Linked DNA regions of Mus musculus: region 2 is linked to region 1. A link is a contact called in public Hi-C data. All regions are on one chromosome and are shown on one strand. Each heading gives the region's core, a stretch centred on a gene start, on an enhancer-like site or on the middle of the called end of the contact. The rest is flanking DNA. Distances are from core to core; before and after follow the strand shown.

Region 1 (5,438 bases), core at 1,540-4,039:
TAGAGCCAGACCTCAAAGACTTTACCTTGGATCCTAAGACTCAGCCACAAAGCCCTCACAGGAGGGATGGGTGAAAGCCACCTGATGCACTTCCCCTCCACTGGGGCTCTCCCGGAGCCTGAACTCTGAGCACCCACCCTTCTGCCTGGGAAGAGACTCCCCAGGATTGACGGTGTCTGTCCTGGAGAGCAAATACAAGATGGCTGCCATCCCGGAGGCGATTGGAGACTTGACTCTGCCGGCCTCCAGCTGTGTGCTCCTGGGAGTCACTCTTGTCTCTGAGACTCCCCTGGAGTCTGCCAATCCACCAGATTATATAGCCTAATCTGGCATGCTGTCCCTAGGTGGCAAGGGACAGGTCTGGTAGAGAGTCAAGGGAACAGTTTGTGGAGCTGAGACAGGCAACCGGCCCTGGACTCCATTCCCATCTCCGTCTGGCTTCTTGGCTGGTTGCTGGTCAATTCCACACAGCAGTGCAACCACGGGCCACCACATTTTTGCCTTCTAGGAGGCAAGAGAGGCCTGTCCCTGTACTGCAGCCAATGTCGCCACCAGGTGGTTGACATGGAACACCTTAGAGACTTAGAGACTTAGAGAAAAGCAAAGCAGGGAACCTGAGGCACCACTGAAACCTCCACTGAGATCACCAGCCAAGGAAAGACAGACGTTCAGGAATGCTGGCCCGTTTGGTGGCCATCCAGCAGGTCCTGAAAGAGGCCATCACTTCCAGCCCGGGACCCAAAACCAGCCTGGAGTTCTGTGTACCCCACAAACATGCCCTGGCTGCTGCAGGGTGCAGATCTTGAGGATACCAGAGTGAAACACATCCGGCTCCTGCCCCTTGACAGTACTCAGCCTGAAGCCCTGTACAGGACAAAGACAAGTTCATGCCATGGGACTGCTACCACCCAAGCCCCATCACCAGCCCCTGCCCTGCATGCCAACATGATGGCCGGCTTGCTAGCCTCCTGGCCTTGACAAATGTACAACACCTCTGTGATCGTCTTTCCTTGATCATTCTGCCCAACTTAACCTCTTTTAGGAAGCCTACCCTGACCATGTGGAACTGGTCACGGCTCCCTCTCCTAAGTCCCCACTTTGGTATGCCAGCTGCTGTGGCTGGCTGGTCAGCCCATCATTAGTAGCTATGATGTGACAAGCACCATCCCTCTTATTGGGCTGTGAGACCTTTGCATCCTGCCCAAGCACAGAGAGGACGGACAGAGGCCCTGCTCGCCAGAGCCCAGACTAGCCAGCCTTGCAGGGTCCTGGAGCTATTTCTTAGCAGCTCTTGGCTTCGCTATAGTGATTATTTTCAATGATCTGGGAGTTGAGCAGCACATATTGCCCCGATGCTTAGAAATTTCTGTTGTATGTGCTCAGTGGAAGGTTGGAGGGACCTCAGAGGCTGCCACACAGAACACTGTTCCCAGGGAAGCCACTGTCACTACAGTACAGCTGGTGCTGACTGCAGCAGAGGTGTGTGTGTGTGTGTGTGTGTGTGCTCGTGTGCACATGCGTGCACCATTAGGGCTATGGTTAGCACACAGGGATCTCAACACAGGCTATAGAAGTGAAATATGTAGAGAAACCTTCTTTCTCTGGGACCTCATGTATACCAGAATATTCGTCCAGAAGGACAGAAGCTAGCTCCAGGGACCCTGGCTGCAAAGGCAGATAGAAGGAGAAGATTCGGGGGCAGTCTTAGTGAGACAAGGTGTGGGCTCTGCCACAGCCCCATGGGTGATACAGAAGGGGCCCAGATATCATGTGACTAATGGCTTCTGTGTTGTGCAGTGTGGGTCTCTCGCCTACTCAGTCTCTCAAGGAAATCAATAGAAGCCTTGTAGGTTGAATTGAGACAGTATCTAAGGACCTCACCCAAGCTGAGCCCTTGATTAAGAGATATTAGGGGTGCAGGAGTCTGCTCTGCAGACAGAGGCAAAGAACATGGGCCTCCTTGGTGGTCCGCGTCCACAGCAACAGGAGTCCATTTTCATCCCAAACTTGCCTTTGTCCTCCTCTCAAGGTGTCCTTGTGATCCTGTATCTAGCTAGCAGTGTAAGGAAGGAGGCCCCAGAGGGGGCTAGCACAAGGCTCCCTACCACAATTTGCCCTGTACCCCTGACTACCCATGCCAGACCCCAAGAGAACCACTTCCTTAACCCTGATCATAACTTTCATGCAGGGTTGGAGTCTTACTGGATCTATCCAACCGTGGCTGTGGGAATCTGACGGTGTCCCGCTCCCATGGGATCATTTTGTTTTACTGTCTACAAGGGCCAGAAGGTGCCTTGGGAAGGACATTAGTTTGGTGGAGAGAAGGGGAGGCCTCTGTTGATAAGAGGAAGCCTTTTGATAAATCCCAGGTGACAATATCTGCTTTGGGAGGAGACGCCAGGAGCGCAACACTTTTGACAGAGAACACTGGACAGGTACGGAGGAAAACTGCCAAAGGTCATTCTGTCAGGTGAAGACCTGCGCTTGTCTTGCCTTTCAGCTCAGGAAGGTACACAAGTGCAGAGCTTCCATAGAAGAGCCGCATTAGCAGAATAACTTGGTGTCTCTACCGAGACCATTTTGCAGGGAGGACTGTGGAGCCAGGTTCACAGTTCCCGAGTCCACGACCCAGCCAGAACAAGCAGGCACTCCCAGGCACGTCCAGCAGGTGGGGGTGAGCACGAAGGGACGGAGCTCGGATGGTGGGGTGTCGCCTGCATGGGTCCCGCCCTCAGATGCCGTCGGGTTCCGCCTGCAGGGGAGGACTCCAGGGGCCAGTGGAGCGCAGAGGGGCTAAGCGCAGACCGCAGCGTAGAGTGGATCCCGGAGCAGTGCAGAGCGGGGCGAGGACCATGGCTGTATCCAGGGTCCTGTCCCTCCTGGCAACGGTGGCATCGATGGCGCTGGTGATTCAGGAGACACACTTCGCGGCAGGCGCGGACATGGGCTCTTGCTACGACGGTGTGGGACGCGCACAGCGCTGTCTGCCTGAGTTCGAGAACGCGGCGTTCGGCCGACGCGCCGAGGCCTCCCACACGTGCGGACGGCCCCCGGAGGACTTCTGTCCACACGTGGGGGCACCAGGGGCTGGGCTACAGTGCCAGCGCTGCGACGATGCTGACCCCGGACGACGCCACGACGCCTCCTACCTCACAGACTTCCACAGCCCCGATGACAGCACCTGGTGGCAGAGCCCATCCATGGCCTTCGGGGTGCAGTACCCCACCTCTGTTAACCTGACCTTGAGCTTAGGTAAGCATGCACCCTGTCACCTTATATCCAAACCATGGAGGCCCAGGCAGAGGGCTGTGCACGCTGGGGCAGACTGCAGCACCCCACGGGTAAGGAGTCAGAACCTGCAAGCCCTGGGTAGCAAGAGGTCAGCCCAGGGGGCTCCCCTAAGGGCTTGGGGGAGCAGAAGGCTCCCCTCAGCTGTGGAACTGGGTACAGCAACAATTCCCTGGAAGAACTGTTAAGGAAGGTGGGGGTCATACTTCCATGATGATCTATCTGATCCATCCTCTAAGACCCGAACTTGTAATCCGGTCAGCTTCGATGCCCTGTGGACGGACCTCTGACGCTGTGAGCAGTTTGGGAATGGGCGTTAGGGCAGTTGCCACCAAATGTGAATGCTGTAGTACCCTGGGCAGGACAGCCAGTTTCTTCCTGCCACTGGATAGCCAGCCTGGGCGTTTCGAGTGGCCCCTCCGCATTGTTCTTGATTGCTCCACCCAGACTGAGGCAAGATGAGGGAGCACAAGGCCCTTGAGGCTGGGAACCCAGGGGTCCACTTCTACCTTGAAACTGGACTATTCTCTACCCACTCCAAGTTCAGATGAGCCCAGCGATCTCCTCAGGTTCCTTGCTATGTCCTGAATACTGTGTAAATCTTCCAAAGGTTTGATAACTTGGATTTGGTATTTTCATAACTCATTTTGACACTAAACGTGACCTGAGGCGATTTCTAACCTTGGTGTATCCTAGTAAGGGCCAATATTCATACATTTTGTTACTGGATCTCATTTGAGAGCAGCTTACAGCCGCAGAATGAAGCCTGTGAGCTAAGCACTCTTCCCCTGAGCTACATACATCCTCAGCACGCCTCTGAAAGTCCAAGGTACATCAGGAGCAGAGTTTGGATAACATCTAATGAAACTATGCCCCAGTGAAAAGCTGGAGGCTCAGAGAGGTTAAGTGCTTTGTGCAGAGACACACAGCTGCTAAATGACAGTCAGGACCCACACATTCCTGTGCAATGGAGGTCAGAATATAAACTTGGCATGTGCTGTACCACCCACGACTACACTGGCTCTTCCTAGCCATGGGTGGCAAAGCCCTGGCACCACAGCTTTGTCCTCAGAAAAGGGAGGTGGGAAGAATATTTAACCCCTTCAGCAGCATAGGCAGGCACATTCCCTTTGTATCCCAAACCCAGTTCCCAGGGGTGAGGACACATTCTCTCTACTGTCTGGAGCCTGGATGGGGTGGGGTCTGCCCAGACAGGAAGCAGGAAGCTAGGGGAGGTGGTGGCCAATGGGGCTGGCAGGACCTCAAGGCCATGGGAGGAATCTGGGGCAGGGAAGGAGACACTGTGTTCCCTAACAAAGGCTGTCACACGTGCCCATGAAATCCAGATGCCAAGGAGGGAACTCTAGCCTTGGGCACCAGGGCCATGTGGTCAGAGTGGGAACCCTGTGTTTGCCCTGTTTACACACTGCTGGGCTTTGCCTGATGCAGCTCCTGCAGCCTTAGATGCTGCAACAAGCAGCCTCTGGAACCCACAGATCCGTGTGAGCAAAGGCATCACACACACGGGCATGAGGCACAGAAGAGATTGTACCGTGAAAGGATGGATGGATGGATGGATGGATGGATGGATGGATGGATGCAGTGCCACACAGCATCCTGGGCACTCGGTCAGCTCAGAGTTCTCTTGATGGGTCTGAAATCTGTGATAGGGTAGATATCATGCAATGGACTTAGGACTCAGACATAGAAAACCGTTTACCAGGAAGTCAGTGCTCTGTGTTGCACCTCAGCTTCCCTGCGTGTACAGTGGAGACAAGAGTGAGCTGGGGAAATAGCTCAGTTGGTAGAGTGTTTGCCTAGCATGCACAGGCCCTGGCTTCCACCATCCCCAGCTCTACATAAACTGATGGAACTCGGGAGGCAGAGGCAGGAAAATCAGGAGTTTTAGGCTAGCCTCAGCTCTTCCTCAAAACCAACAAAAACAAACAAACAAACAAACAAACCAACCAAAAAGACTTGCTGTCTCTGAGGACAGTGTGACAGCTACAGGTGCTCAGATTGGGGCCATCATGATCCTCATGTATGTGTTGGAAGCCCTGGGTGGGGGTTGAGCTCTGCGCATGGGCTCTGTATCAGAGAATAAGGGCTCACCCTGCTCCAAAAGACATCTCGATCCAGGTCCCAGCTGT
Region 2 (5,580 bases), core at 303-2,802, 43 kb after region 1:
CACACATAGCAAAGATAAATAACTCTACCTGTGGCAGCTAGACAGTGTAGGATCCCAGAAGCTGGAGTCAGGTATGAGCTGGCCCGTGTGGGTGCTGAGAACTGAATTCTGGGCCTGTGCAAAAGCAAAAGACGCTTTCCACCCCTCTAGCTCACAGTTTTCCTCTTTAGCTCTGGCGATCAAACTCACTTTAGAGATGTGGAGACAGATCCAGAGAAGTCAGCTGATTCCCTCACGGAGGACACATGATAAGAGGCAGGATTGCCCACTCCCCGCTGTGTTGTCTGTATGAGAGGCCTTTGCCCATCCTCCTACCCGCACCACAGGTGTAACTGATGTGTGACAGGAGTCAAAACCCAGAGTGTCCCTGCTGTTGCTGCAGCGGCAAGTGGCTGGAGACCCTCGAAGCAGGCAGGGGTGTGGTCTGGGCACCAGCACTTGTGTGTGCTCACAGTGACAGTCATGCCAATTCATACAGCCACAGGGACACGGCCACCAAGATCGAAGCTACCTCGGAAAGGGCCCTGCTCGCCTCCAACGCCAGCTATGAGCTCCTGAAGCTGATGGAAGGCAGAGTGGCCTCGGAAGCCCAGCAGGAACTGGAGGACAGGTGAGGTCTCCATGGTGTGCAGAGAAGCTTGGGCTGAGCGTCCAGGAGCCTGTAAGAACCAGCTAGAGGCTACTGCTTCCAGAACCAGCTCCCCGTCGGTCCTTCCTATCATTCAAGTCTCCGCTGTCAATGGCATGTAATATACAGTATTAATTACCCTCCTAGTTGCTGTAACAAAGTACCTGATCTGAAACAACTAAGGGAGGAAAGGTTTCTTCTGCTTCCAGTCCAGGGAGGTCTTCCATCATTCTGAGAGAGCTTGGGCTTAGAATCACAGCGTGTGCCCCAACAAGCCAGGTTCAGCTATTTATCCTTGGATGAGAAGGCCGAATTAATAGTGAAAAACATAAGAAGGAGACTTATCAACATGGCCACACTGGAAGGAGGGACAAAGATACGCAGTGGGGAACTCCTTGCTGTTCCTGTCGGTTTGTCTTTAGGCAGCTGGGAGGCTAATGTTTAAGCAGTCCTGGGCAAGGTGTGGCCTGCCCATCGGAGACTCATCATGATTCTGGTTGCTGTCATTTTCTTGTGATCTTCTGGGGGAAATGCTCTGCCTCTGGCTGGTTCAGGAGATAGGCTTTCTCCTGAGGGAATTCTTTGTTTGTTGGTTTGTTTTTGGTATTTGGTATTTGAGGCCTGGTTTCTGTATGTAGCCCTGGCTGTCCTGGAACTCACTCTGTAGACCAGGCTGGTCTCAAACTCAGAGATCCTCCTGCCTCTGCCTTCCAAGTGCTGGGATTAAAGGTGTGTGCCACCACTGCCCGGCTCCTGAAGAAATTCTAATTCCTGGAATCCAAGGTTTCTGTAACTTGATAACATATCTTCATCTCTGCTGGGCCGGTTATCCATGGCTTCATGCAGGGAAGGCATGGGGCAAGAGCAGGATGTGGGCTGGCAATGTTGTACCTACAATCCAGAAGCAGAGAGTGAGCAGGAAGTCCTCCTCATAAAGTTACCCACTTCCTCTGGCAAGTCTCCACCTCCTCAAAGCTAACTCCTCAATGACACTACATGGGAACCACCAAGTGTTTGCATACATGCTCCCATGGGGGCCATTTTATATCCAAACAGCAACATATGCCAAAGGTCGGCAGCAAGAGCATGGTCAACCAAGATCACAGCCTATGCCACTGGTCTTCTATTCCCCCCCCCCCCACACACACACAGGTAGCTCTCTCTGCAGCTTGCCAAGAGGATCTAAGGGTCTGCAGAATGTGTGATTCTCAGGTGCACCCTAGCCTGGGCAGAGAAGCATGGGAATAAGGGAATGATGGGTCTGCTCATCTGAAAGCTTCAGAGACTGGAGAGAGGGCTCGGCTGTCAGGAACACTTAATGCTCTTGGAGAGAACTCTTGGGCTCACAACTGCCCCCAACTCTAGCTCCAGGGCATCGGATGCTTCTTGTCTCTGCCCCCAACTCTAGCTCCAGGGCATCGGATGCTTCTTGTCTCCCTGGACACCTACACTACACTCACAGGCACACACACACACACACACACACACACACACACACACGGCCGGAAAGCTGCAGAGTCACAGCCACTTTCCCAGGCCAGCTGCTGGGTCCTGACCTGCACGGGGCGAGTCCGACCTTTGCAGATCAACAGCTCCAGCCAACAGCTTTGAGAGAGATGGACGGGGGTGGGGGTGGGGGGGGGCATGTCCTGCACCCTGTTCTGTGCCTCATCCTGACCTCTTTCCTCCCAGGTACCAGGAGGTGCAGGCAGCTCAGACTGCCCTGGGCATAGCTGTGGCAGAGGCGCTGCCCAAAGCTGAAAAGGCACTGGCCACGGTGAAGCAAGTCATTGGTGACGCAGCCCCACATCTAGGCTTGCTGGTCACCCCTGAAGCAATGGTCAGTTCAACATCCCTGGATCTCCTCGTTGGGTGGCAGTAAAGGTTCTAAATAATGGAGCAGCCAGAGGGCCAGATGGAGGCGGGAAGGGCTTCTCGTTAACTGGGAAGTGGCCTGTTGAAACAGGAGGGGTTCTGCCAGTCTTCCATCCCAAGGCTATAACTATGACATGAACAAGGACATCAGAGGGATGGGAGTGATGTGTGCCCCAATTCCCACTCCAGCAGTGACCTTGACCAAGGATGTCCCTCCCTGAGTTCTAGCCACTAGTAACCCTCTATCCCTTGGACTCACCCTCCTGTGGCTTAATTTTAGAGGTGGGAGCTGGAAGGGATCTAGGCAGCCGAGCATTGAACACTCCTCATCCTGCCTAGCTTGTCTGTTGGGGAATCCTGAGCTCTCCAGCCTCAGAAACCCGGCTTTAGTAGAGCACTAAGCCAGCTGTTGGTGCAGCACCTGGGGAGAGTGTGTGCACAGCATGCACAAGGCCCTGGGCTCCACCCTCAACACCAAGGAAGTAAAAGCCAGAAAGAAAGCTATCCAAGTGCGGTTGAGACAGAGGCTGCCTGCGGCTACCGTCTCATGGCTTCCCTTGCTTTCTTTACATGCAATAACCTGGATGACCCAGATACCACTGAGAGCTCGGGATCATACACAGCTACACAGTTCTGCCTTTCTAACATCAGGAACGCTGTATTCTGGAGCACATAGGTTAAGGTTCAGATGGAGGAAGGGTTGTGAGTCTGGGAAGGGGTTCTCTCACCTTGCAAGGAACAAAGGCAGTATACGCACAGGTCAGGCCAGGTAGCAGGAGTCACCCAGGGCTGCCTAGCCAGAAATTGGTGGGGCTGGGGTCTGAGCCTCCACTGGCAAATTCTCCCAGCTTGATTTCTCTGAAACCCTGCTGTATCCTGCCATTGCCTTGCCCCTGAGTATCTGAGGTCCCGGGGACAACAGGAGGCACTCTGAGATCAGGATCAAAAGTTTCAGTTCTGGGCTAGTAGCCACAGGCTGACCCTCAGCACAGTGGGGCACTTTTCCCTGAGCAAAGGGTCTGGTCCTCAGCTCTACCTGAGCCTACCTTCTCCTCAAATCCGCAGAACTTCCAAGCCAGGGGCCTGAGCTGGAAAGTGAAGGCCCTGGAGCAGAAGCTGGAGCAGAAGGAGCCCGAGGTGGGCCAGTCTGTGGGAGCCCTGCAGGTGGAGGCTGGAAGAGCCTTGGAGAAGATGGAGCCCTTTATGCAGGTCAGCTTTGAATCTGGGACCTGGAAGAGGGAGGGGCTGCCTCCAGGGGAAACTGGGATGGGGTGGGGTGCAAACATGAAAAATAGCACCTCCAAGAGTCAGGCGCCTCCCTCAAAATGCCTGGGAGCTTTAAAGCAGCCAAGCCAAGGGAGGGGAGTCTGGGTGCTGAGTAGAGAGTAAAGCAGTGAGAGGAAAGAGGATGGACAGATGACACGAGTGGGCAGGTGGATGACAGAGACCATATATATATCCACGCACCCTCTCTCAGAGTCAGTCACAGACTGGATGGCTCTTGTGTCTCTTCCTTCTGTCTGCCCTTACATATGCCATGTTCAGAGGCACCCACTCTGAGTAGCCCTTGGGACTCAGTGTTAAGTTCCACAGCCTGGTGTTCGGCCCAGAGAGATGACGTTGGATGAGGATGGAGGTTTCTAGAATGGGCAGTTGAACTCAGAGCATCCTGCGAATGTATAGAAGACCCATTAAAAGTTATTGCGCTAGAGCGTTTTTCTGGGGGAATAATTTCAGACTATGGGACAGTCCTACAAACAGCACCCGAAGATCTCAGACCCTTCCCACAAGGCCATTTCATGTTGTCTTAGTCAGCCACAGGATATGTGCTAAACTCAGGAGAGCAACGTGACACCACCCAGGGACGCAGCCTACTGAACAGACTTAGAACCCCTGCAATGGTAGTCATGGCTTCCCCACAGGCCCCTCGGCTTCCCTGCAAACCCAGGATGCAAGTTCTTTTGAGAAGAAAGAAAGTATTTGAGGATTGGACCCGGGGCCTGACACCTACCCAGGCGAGCTTTGCTGTGTTGAGGACCTACATAGGAGCCTCTGACCTGACCCATAACACACACACACACACACACACACACACACACACACACACACACACACACACATACACACACACCCCAACCCTGTCTGATAAAGCCAGGAAGACAGGCAGCCGCTGCAGACAGTAGTCAGGGAGCTGAGTCCTGTGAGGGAAAGACCCTCCTCTGCAGATGCTCAGTTACCTACAGTCCTCACAGCTCCTCCCCCTCCCCCCACCCAGTCCCTACAGTCCTCACAACCCCCCTCCCCCCAGTCCCTACAGTCCTCACAACCCCTCCCCCTCCCCCCAGTCCCTACAGTCCTCACAGCCCCCCCCTCCCCCCAGTCCCTACAGTCCTCACAGCCCCTCCCCCTCCCCCAGTCTCTACAGTCCTCACAGCCCCTCCCCCTCCCCTCCCCCCCCAGTCCCTACAGTCCTCACAACCCCCCTCCCCCAGTCCCTACAGTCCTCACAACCCCTCCCCCTCCCCCAGTCCCTACAGTCCTCACAGCCCCTTGCCCTCCCTTCAACCTCCAGAGCCTGAAACTAAGGCTTCCCTGGCTCTTCAAACACACATTGTTTATCTGTAGCAATTCCCACAAGAAACCACTTTTTTTTTCAGCCTCAAACATTTTATTGATTATTGCTAAGTGTCTACTTTGGAACTTCCAACAGCAGCAGGTTAAATAAATATTTATGTGTGCCAAGAAGACGTAATGGAACCTAAAGCCTGGTTTAAGTGTGCTACCATCTAGGCCTATGTTCCCCCTCTCTTGATAAAGCTTTATATTTGAGCTGTTTGGAAATAAAAATTGACTCCCACCTCAAGGGACAATTTACCCTATTTTAGTGGCCTTTACCCTTCTACCATGCTGCACTGCCCCTGTCTATGTTCTGGAACATTCCTCCTGAAAGTAACCCCAGGAACACATACCGTTAGGTTGTGCCTTCGCTCCCCGTCTGAGACCCTGCATGCCCCTCTGCTGTCCCTGACTTTGTGTGAGCCGTAGCCTGTCCTCTGACTGTGGAGGTCAGAGGACAA

The links. A called contact is a pair of places that touch in the nucleus more often than the background predicts.
Region 2: a contact with region 1 is called in a Hi-C map of Th1 cells, with 1.8 times the contacts expected there. The contact joins the enhancer-like site here to the promoter of Lamc3 in region 1. A contact is called at or near these places in 4 of 39 promoter capture datasets (embryonic stem cells, hippocampal neurons and stem cell-derived epiblast-like cells), 1 of 15 datasets of contacts at CTCF or cohesin (CD8 T cells), 27 of 484 Hi-C or Micro-C datasets (B cells, the HL-1 cell line, the N1E-115 cell line and 15 more), 3 of 115 datasets of contacts at active chromatin or transcription factors (embryonic stem cells and epiblast stem cells) and 4 of 9 other capture datasets (adipose tissue, embryonic stem cells, liver and 1 more).

What each region holds. Positions count from the first base shown.
Region 1 is chr2:31,884,492-31,889,929 of GRCm38.p6, forward strand. Lamc3 (laminin gamma 3) reads left to right here and starts at 2,790. Exons shown (of 28, transcript NM_011836.4): 1 at 2,790-3,252. The coding sequence starts at 2,853.
Region 2 is chr2:31,928,314-31,933,893 of GRCm38.p6, forward strand. Lamc3 (laminin gamma 3) reads left to right here. Exons shown (of 28, transcript NM_011836.4): 21 at 479-610; 22 at 2,321-2,468; 23 at 3,569-3,712. Among named protein-coding and RNA genes, the nearest start is that of Aif1l, 19 kb to the right of the region's middle. Within about 2 kb of position 1,553, at least 20 of the 459 cell types and tissues checked have an H3K27ac peak or open chromatin away from gene starts, as enhancers often do. A contact at or near this core is called in CD8 T cells and Th1 cells, where this site is marked.